2 separate regions of the Anas platyrhynchos genome follow, and region 1 is linked to region 2. A link is a contact called in public Hi-C data. All regions are on one chromosome and are shown on one strand. Each heading gives the region's core, a stretch centred on a gene start, on an enhancer-like site or on the middle of the called end of the contact. The rest is flanking DNA. Distances are from core to core; before and after follow the strand shown. Region 1 overlaps UMAD1 (UBAP1-MVB12-associated (UMA) domain containing 1). Region 2 holds the start of MIOS (meiosis regulator for oocyte development).

Region 1 (4,779 bases), core at 331-2,830, 58 kb before region 2:
CAGATTCTAGCTGTAAACATTTAAAGATTACAATCTTAAGCGCTTCAAGATTGTAGCACTAGAGTCTGACACACGGTGCTGGGAAATGCCCTTCTGCAGTGAGATGAAGGGTAGATATTCCTCATCTATTAAAACCTTCCTGGTTTATCAGTTCCTCCTGCAAAGTATTTTCATTAGCTTCAGATTGTCATATTACTAGCAAATACTCAGAGTCTAGGTAAATGCAGCCATCTTCTTATTTAGCTCCATCTGTTATTAAGGGAAAAACTATTAGTCTTCAGTGTCCTCATAAACCATCAAACAAACCTAAGCAGATGTTGCACAGAGCAGCCAAAGGTTTCTCTGCCTAAGCCTCTGAAACACGCCAGAGGTACCAAAGCTAAGAGGTGGTTATTTAGATATGGTTTTACTGTATGCATTGCTTTTTGGAGATTCTGGGCTGCTGTCGATTGTGAAGCAGCCTGTAAGCCACTGTGAAGGGAAGTTACTCAGCAGAGAAACAATTCCATGTGTTCCAGTATTGAATGTACCTGCAACTTGCTCTTGGATCAGTCCTGACCAAAAAGAGCACATGAGGGACTTGAAGTTGTGTCTCTCTTCCTCCCATGGGTAACACATTCTTACACAGGGTCATTGCAGGTGAAGGATTGAATTTTAGCTTCACATGCTTAGTTAATACCAGATGTCTCACTGAAAAGCTCTTTTGTAGAGCTTTATAGTAATTCTCAAAGTTTCTGTATTTCTTGGCTTAGGAAAAATACTTCTATTTTGCTTTATGAGTTGTGAAGTGGAGCAGTTCTTTTTTCTAAGATGTGACACTAAGCTGTCCTCCAGGGAATTCATTTCAAGAAGGATTAGTACTGCTCTTTGATGAGCTCTAATTTATTTTCTGCACTGTGCTTGTAGACAAGCTTGTCACCATCTGCAGTGAACTAGAAAAACACCACTGAAACAAGAAAGAAAGAGCTGCATCAAGACAATGAAAGTGTGGTACTCCAATGCCTATTCCTTATCACTGGATCAAGAAAACTCATTTAACGAGCTAATGCTCACCTGGGAAATAAATTTTGGCTTCTCGTCATATACATCTCATTTACTGTGAGGCATGTATATTTGGTGTTGAAACACGCAGGAGACATTGCAGTGCTCTCTTTAGTGAGAACTAGTTGATAGAAGGGTATTTATAAGAACATCTAAGAAAAGAGTAACTGCATCTCCACCTTCCCTATTTTAGTTCAAATAGACAGGCCCCAAGCTGCATAAGGTATTTATATTGCAAATGGATCCAGCCCAAGCGTTCATACACTAGGGGCTATGCTGGTGAATTTAATAATCTTTCTGTTGTGCAATTACTGAGAATGAACCTTTATTTCTAGTGATGTGCTCTTGCTCTTGAATGTCTGCAACCCACCCCCTAGTTGGCAATAGTGCTTTTATATCTTTTTTTAATCCTCTGACATTATGTGCCTCTGTTTTAATGCTAGAGAAAACAGGGTGCTGCCAGGATTGAATGCATCCCACATGTTCCAATTGTGTTTTCATGTGAATTTGACCTCTGATACACAAAATTCCTATCTTGCAGTGTGCACATATGTGAGCCATTTCTGAAAGGGGGGAGAACAGAACTCTGATTCAGCTGAATGGAACATTCTTATGTAGTGACAGTCAAAGGAATTTTACATTAACTACCGTGTAAATTTATGAGTCACTTTTATCAAATAAATGTTCTTTTTATATGCTGAGATTGCTGGATTTTATGTTTACTTGTTTGGTTGGTTGGTTGGTTGGTTGTTTTTAAATGTGGAAAGGATAAGGGATAGCCAGTGTACTTATATTTTATTAAAATTCAAACAAATATAAAAAAAAAAAAAAAAAACACGGAAGATTATGTACTTTATGAACTAAGTTCTAGGGGCATTTTTGCAATTCAGGTGAACTGTTTTCCCTTGCAGCACCTTTGCTACCAGGAAGCTCTGTAGAGACTGAAGATTCCAAACTTTATATAAGCAAGCAGGAATACAAAATTGAAAGGAGGGAGAAAAGCTGTTTATATTCTTTGTTTCTTTTTCTCCAGTGTACTCTCCACCATGTTTAGTGTGGATGCACAGAACTACATCACAGGTGTGACTATTTACCTAGATAATGAATGCTTTGGAACAACAGTCCCACATTGCAAAAGCAACAGCTGCTCACCACTTAGAGAATCAGTACGCATTCTCACCCTATAGCATTAACACACCAATCTAGTTCAATCACAAAAAAAGAAACTTGCCTATTTTAAAGTTAAAAATACAAATTAAGTTTTTGTATCAGGTGTTTTTAACTCTGTTTTTTTTTTTTTTTTTTTTTTTTTTTTTAATTTCTGACAGAGACCGCTAGATAAGCAGTGCTCTCAGCAGCCAGATTTTATGGCAATGTCACACTGCAACACAATCAAACCCACAGATCTACGCTTGATTTTTTAAACAAAATCTGATATGAGCATGGTTTGCCCTAATTATGTTATTTGTGTTATTTGCAAAGACAGTTATTTCTACAGATTTTTTTTTTTTTTTATAATACAATTCTTCCTAGAATGAGATGCCACCTCTCCATATCCCACAGATGTGGTACATTCCCAATCTACCCCATGACTGGCTATGAGGAGTCGAAATCTCTGCTCTACAGGAAGCTTCTAATGGCACATGCCCTCCAACAAACAGTGCTACAGGCCCAATAGCAATGTATCTGCAGTGACCGCAGGCAGCTCCTAGCCTGGACCTGTGGGCTGATCACCCACTAGTGGCAGAAGCGCATTAAGAATGCTCTCAGCTCTGATGATCTAGCTCAGTTTCATCTGAAGAGAATCCATTTCTTGTGCTATGAGACCGTTCGCTCTGACCTCTTTTTGGTTCATAACCCAAACCACAGTAAATTGGAACTACTTCATTTCAACAGCACATTTCCAATCCAGCCTAAAACCCTCGTGCGGAGTACGCAAGAAGATTCTGAGTCTGTGTGTGTGTCTTGCCTAAACCAGACTGACTGCAGGTTCTGAAGCCTTGCCCATTAGGCTATATAACACAGTATTGTAATAGCTAATATATGACTTATTTATATATATATATATTATATATATATATTATTATGTCATGACAGTTACAGAGGTATAAGAATGCCTGTGATAAAAAGACTAGATCACAAATCCTCCAGTGTAAAAGCTGGATATATTTCCTTCTACTTTACAGCTCTTACCTTCTCCCATCTAATGCATTTTATGATACTATTTTGTTCTTCTGTCAGTCATGATCTGGTTTGGAACTGTCGTAATAACTATACAGCCAAATAACTGCTTGATCAAGCAATTACATGGATTCATGACTATAAGAACAAATGTGAGTTGTGATCCACTTTTTGATCTCTTATATTAGCCAGGCACTATGATTTTCTTAAGTTTATTTCTGTATACTTCGTATATTTCTGATGCTTTTCAGAAACACAACCACAACGGTTGAGATAAAAAATTCCAGCTGTGAGAAATTTCACTGCAGTTATTCTAGTAGTTTCCTTTCATTTAAAAACAAACAAACAGAAAAATAAAACAAACAAACAAACATTATTTACATTTTGTATTTGTTTAACTCAAGTTTCTTTAAATCAAACCCCTATATTCCCATTGAAATTTTGATGTCTATTTCTGGGCTTTGTAATCATTCAACCATGGTATCATGGTGGGAGATATTCAATGACCTGATATGACCTTCCAATTCCTTTTTCTGGGGAAAATGCTACTCTCCAGTAGGAGGCACAGGGGAATTCCAGATGGAAAGATGCCCCCAGACATTTTGCAGCCAGAGGTTACATTTTTATGTAATATCTGACTTCATATTTTTATACAATATCCTAGGCTGTAATGGAATGTTCTTCTGTAGTACCAAGAAAAATTTCTTGTAAGGCTGCATTATATCCAGTGTAAAATCTATATTTGAAAAAAAAGAAAAAAAAGAAGATAAAAAAGAAGAAAGAAATTCCCCTCACATAAAATATCTAGTTAGTTTAGCTGTATATATTTTCCGTAAATCTATACCAAATGGCATAACTGAAATTACTTTTAGTTCTTTAGTAGTTCTGTCATGTTCTAAACCACATTATTTCATGTGAAATATCTCAATATATTGATAAGTGGTAGCTCTGAACAGAAGTATAAAGCCAGGTTTTTCAGGTCCCTATCTGCAGGCTATTGGTCATTCTAAGGATGAATGGCATTCAGTTTTTTCTTTATTGTGGATATATTTTAAAGACATTACTGTTGTTTGCTTTTAATGGGAGCTCTCATGTTCTGGGAACTAAAGTTTAAAGTCCTTTCTGTTTGGGAAAAATTCTGTTTGGGCAATATTTATTTTACTTTCTATTGCAGCATGTTCCCTGTTTCCTATTTCACACATGTAATAAGGAAATCATTAATAAAACCACTCTGCAGGATATTTTAAAGCAATTTCTTATATGATCTTCATCATACGTGTAAGTCTCTTCTTTTTCCAAGTTTTTATAACACAGTAGTTACAATGTGACTTTTTAAGTCAATTACACCCTGCTTAGAACCTTTTAACATTTATCTATTTTGTGTTTTATGGAAAAACAACAACAACAAAAAGGAAGTGATGTATTTCTAATCTCCATATCTTTCTTTTTTTTTCCCATCAATTTTTTTTTCTCTAAGCTGATATTCATTTTAGACTAAGACTCAGTCTTCTCTTGGGAATCGCTTTCTAGTAACTTTAATAATATTTAATTGTTTCC
Region 2 (4,475 bases), core at 1,026-3,525:
TAAAATACTTTGCTTAATGACTGTTCTCGAGGAATTTACAAACATTTTCATGTTGTCTTTGATACAATATCTAGAATGAAAGGAAAAATACCCAGGATTACCAAACACAGGATTTGGTTATGATTCATGTGATCTGAGCAGTGATAATACTTATTTTTCAGTATTTCGTACTTAGTATAATGTAGGCAATTTAAAAATTATCCTGTGTGTCTAGATAATGAGCGTTCAGCTGTTTCTCCTCTGAGCATGAATGTGTACAAAGTCAAAAGAAGGCTCTTGTTTGGCATCTACAGAGCTTGGATTAGACTCCATATCCACTTGTAATTCCCTTTACAGAGCACATTTGAAAACAGTGAAGCAAAGGACACATCTAGAGAGTATGTACAGAACACATGTATAATTACTGGCAGGCCATGTAACACTCATTTATATTAAGGTTGCCCAATATTTTCTATTTAAGGCTCTGCTTTTCATTGTTTATAGTTTTATGCAACTTTAAAGACATAAACTGAAACTATTTGTGCCAGATGTCTTTCTTTCTAAATTTTAGCCAAAGCAATTCAGTCATTTACAAGATGAAAGCTAACAAAAAACAGGTGTTTTTCTTGAGTTAAAAGTATTATTTTAAAAATAAAATCTCCACTCTTAATGTTTTGGAGCAGTAAAGTATACTTTGGAAAGTATATGGCTTAAGGAGGAGAAAGAAGATAAAAGAATGATGTACTTGCTGTAGCTCATATGCAAATCTACTGAATTTTGTCCCAAATGGAAGCCTTTGAAAAAGGTAATTTGCGCTCTACCAAAAAACACTTAGACTGGAATGGGGAAAAGAACTTGAAAAGAGAGAAGCTAGAGGGACTAAATGCAAAAAGGTTGGACATGCAGGTGACAGCCACAGTCTGTCCTTGGAGGAGCCTGAAATCAGACATTTTACCCAGACTTTTCCATCCCTTTCTGGGGACTGTCAATATAAATTACAACAATTTCATCTTTCTGTCTTTAACTTCATTCACTCAAGAGATGCAAGGTCCCAAATATTACTGAAGGATAAAATCTCATCTTAGTGAAGTCACTGTTTTCTGCTGTGACCATAGCCCTAGTAATAGCAATTTCTTCTGAAATACAGGCTTTTTTCTTCTGAAGAATCTCTTCAAAGATTCTGAAGCACCACATACTTCATACCATCCAAATGTTTTAATTTAGAAGTGCAACTTACTCTGTCCCCTTTTAGCCCCAACGACCCACATTCTGCTCTTTCACCCTATTAAAAGCATTAGTAAGTTTCATATCTGAATAGGATTTTTCAATTATTATTTTTTTCATCTGCATAGAATACTAATATAATTTTAAAGTTAGTTTTAAGGATTTCTATTATTCTTAATAATCTTAAAAATATATTTCATTTTTAACATGTTCTTGTAATGCAAAAAATCTGGTATTTAGGGAAGACTTTGTTCAGCACTGAAATACTTCACTTAAGACGTATTTATTTTTTTCTTGGAGATGTACAAAATAACAACCCCTACAAAACTAAAGAGCAGCATACATCGTGATATAAAACTAAGATCCTGCAATCTCTTCGTTTAGGCCAAGCTCCCTTTGGACAATCCCCCTTGCCATTTACATAACAGGCTAATTCCCATGGTATTTGTGGTCTGTGCCTGTGTGCAATTTGTGGGGACAAAATACTTGACAGGGGGAGGGCGGGGGGGAAAGGAGTTTTTCCTGGAAATGAAGTCACACAAAGCTGGTTACAAGGGAGGACTAAGGAAAAAGTTGTGTCTGCAAAGAGAGAAGTCCTTGGTTGCCACAACCTTCCTGGCAGGCAATAACCTCAGAGTCCTCTTGGCTGTGCTGCCATTTGCAACAGGTGTGCTCATTTTCAATTGCACTATGTAGGTGTTTGGTTTTTTTTTCATTTTTTAGTTGCACTAACACATCACAATCACTTTTAAAGAAAGGCGTACGACTCCACACAGAATTACCATTTTATTTAGGAACCCCCCCTCACCCCTCAGGCTTCCCACCAGAAAACCTCCTGGCACCCTTTCTTTATTATTCAGCTCCCTGCCCTTGTTTGCATGGGCTCATTGCACAGGTGTGAGGAAATCCGCACGTCCGTGAGGGAAACACGGAGAAAAACAAACTCCAGGCGAGCTACCTGGACAGAAAACCTCTCTTTTTATTACTTCCTCAAGCCACAGACGAGCGCCCTCCGCCTCCCTCACAGCCCGCCCTGCCCCGCCTGCCGTGACGTCACCCCGCGCTCCGCCATCCCGCCCGGCCCCCGGAAGCGCCCTGGGCCCGCGGCCCTGCCCCGCCGCTTCCTTCCCGCGCAGCCGGAAGGGGCCGCGCGGCTGCGCTGGGGCCGGAGCGGGGCCTGAGGTGCGGGGCCGGGGCGGGAGCGGGGCCCCCGCGCCCCCCGCAGCGGGGAGGGGACGTAGGGGGAGGCCGGGGGGAGCCGGGCGGTGGGAGTCAGCGCGGTGCAAGCCTGTGTTTGCTGGGAAGGAGGGCACGGGGACGCGGTGGCAGAGCCGTGGGGTCGTGAAGGTGGGGAAAGAGCCGAGGTCGGGAGGGCTGAGGTGTGGTGGGAGCAGCAGGGTAAGGTTAGGAGTGGGAAATCAAATATTTATACAGCTCTTTTAAGCCGTTTATGGTTTATAAAGTCATTTACGCAGCTCTTCAAACAGGGTCAGGCTTGAGACGAAGCAGGGAGGCTGGTTTCTGTCAGCCAGCGCGCTGCAATGAGGCAGCGATGTTTTCTTCATGTTTTAGGGAGTGGCGCGTTACTGGCAGCACACCCACACACCGTGTTTCGCTTAATCCTTCCTTCCCTAATAACAAAATCGCACTGCTGCGGAGTTTGTAAACACAGCAGGCCCTGCTGTCTGCTTGGCTGTGTTGATTTTTGCCTCAGTCAGTGTAATCAAAATCAACGCGTGCGACAGGGAAAGGGGTGTAACGTGGAGAATGCTGAGGGTTTGGGCCTGAAATATATCCATGGTAAATCCTGAGGCTAAAAGTAATTTGGAACCATATTTGTGTTTGCTGTAAGATGATCTCAGATGACAAATTTGCGTTTGATAACGTTCCTACAAATTGTTTTCTCAACAGTGTCCATATGAATGGATATCACCTGAATCTTCCTACAAGAGTTTAAACTGCTTGTAAACTCACCCTAAACATGAGTGGCTCTAAACCTGATATTCTTTGGGCCCCGCACCATGTTGACCGCTTTGTTGTGTGTGATTCGGAACTGAGCCTGTACCACATTGACTCTGCCGTAAGTTCAGAACTCAAGGCAGGGTCCTTGCGGCTCTCAGAAGAAACTACAGCCACGCTGTTGTCCATAAACTCAGATACACCATATATGAAATGCGTGGCTTGGTATCCAAAGTATGATCCCGAATGTCTTCTTGCCGTTGGACAGGCCAATGGTCGAGTGGTACTTACGAGCCTTGGCCAGGATCACAACTCAAAATCTAAAGATTTGATAGGCAAAGAGTTTGTTCCCAAGCACGCACGGCAATGCAATACCCTGGCGTGGAACCCACTGGATAGTAACTGGCTTGCTGCTGGATTAGATAAACATCGGGCTGACTTTTCAGTGCTCATCTGGGATATCAGTAGCAAATATGCTCCAGAGACTGCGGTTGCTACAGAGAAAGTGAGGCTTTCAACAGGTGATCCAGAAGTGGGACTGGTAGTAACAAAGCCACTCTATGAATTAGGGCAGAATGATGCTTGCCTCTCTCTTTGTTGGCTGCCACGGGATCAAAAGCTTCTTTTAGCTGGAATGCATCGAAATCTGGCTATTTTTGATCTGAGGAATACGAGCCAAAAAATATTTGTTAACACCAAGGCTGTCCAAGGAGTGACTGTCGATCCATATTTCCACGATCGTGTAGCTTCCTTCTATGAAGGTCAGGTTGCCATATGGGATTTAAGGAAGTTTGAAAAGCCTGTTTTGACCTTGACAGAGCAACCAAAGCCTTTAACAAAAGTTGCATGGTGTCCTACAAGAACTGGGCTGCTAGCTACTTTAACAAGGGACAGTAATATCATTAGGCTGTATGACATGCAGCATACTCCCACGCCTATTGGGGATGAAACTGAGCCTACAATCATCGAAAGAAGTGTCCAACCGTGTGAAAACTACATTGCTTCGTTTGCCTGGCATCCCACAAGTCAAAATCGAATGGTTGTGGTGACTCACAACAGGACTATGTCTGACTTCACAGTGTTTGAAAGAATTTCTCTTGCATGGAGTCCCGTGACGTCCTTAATGTGGGCTTGTGGACGACATCTATATGAATGTACAGAAGAGGGAAAAGCTAATTCCTTGGAAAAAGACATAGCAACCAAAATGCGGCTCAGAGCATTGTCAAGGTATGGTCTTGATACTGAACAAGTTTGGAGAAATCACCTCCTAGCTGGAAATGAAGATCCCCAGCTGAAATCACTTTGGTACACTC

The links. Hi-C and Micro-C count contacts between places; a contact is called where the count stands out from the background.
Region 1: a contact with region 2 is called in a Hi-C map of liver, with 3 times the contacts expected there. The contact joins the enhancer-like site here to the promoter of MIOS in region 2. A contact is called at or near these places in 2 of 8 Hi-C or Micro-C datasets (F1 follicle and liver).

The regions. Positions count from the first base shown.
Region 1 is chr2:132,984,137-132,988,915 of IASCAAS_PekinDuck_T2T, reverse strand. The region is part of intron 1 of UMAD1 (UBAP1-MVB12-associated (UMA) domain containing 1); the gene reads left to right. The region is part of intron 25 of COL28A1 (collagen type XXVIII alpha 1 chain); the gene reads right to left. LOC119716030 (a long non-coding RNA gene) reads left to right here. Exons shown (of 3, transcript XR_005263652.2): 3 at 907-1,672. Among named protein-coding and RNA genes, the nearest start is that of UMAD1, 45 kb to the left of the region's middle. Within about 2 kb of position 1,580, at least 2 of the 8 cell types and tissues checked have an H3K27ac peak or open chromatin away from gene starts, as enhancers often do.
Region 2 is chr2:132,926,882-132,931,356 of IASCAAS_PekinDuck_T2T, reverse strand. It overlaps MIOS (meiosis regulator for oocyte development), which reads left to right and starts at 2,275. Exons shown (of 11, transcript XM_027450844.3): 1 at 2,275-2,385; 2 at 3,115-4,475. The coding sequence starts at 3,185. All of the region lies in intron 1 of UMAD1 (UBAP1-MVB12-associated (UMA) domain containing 1), which reads left to right.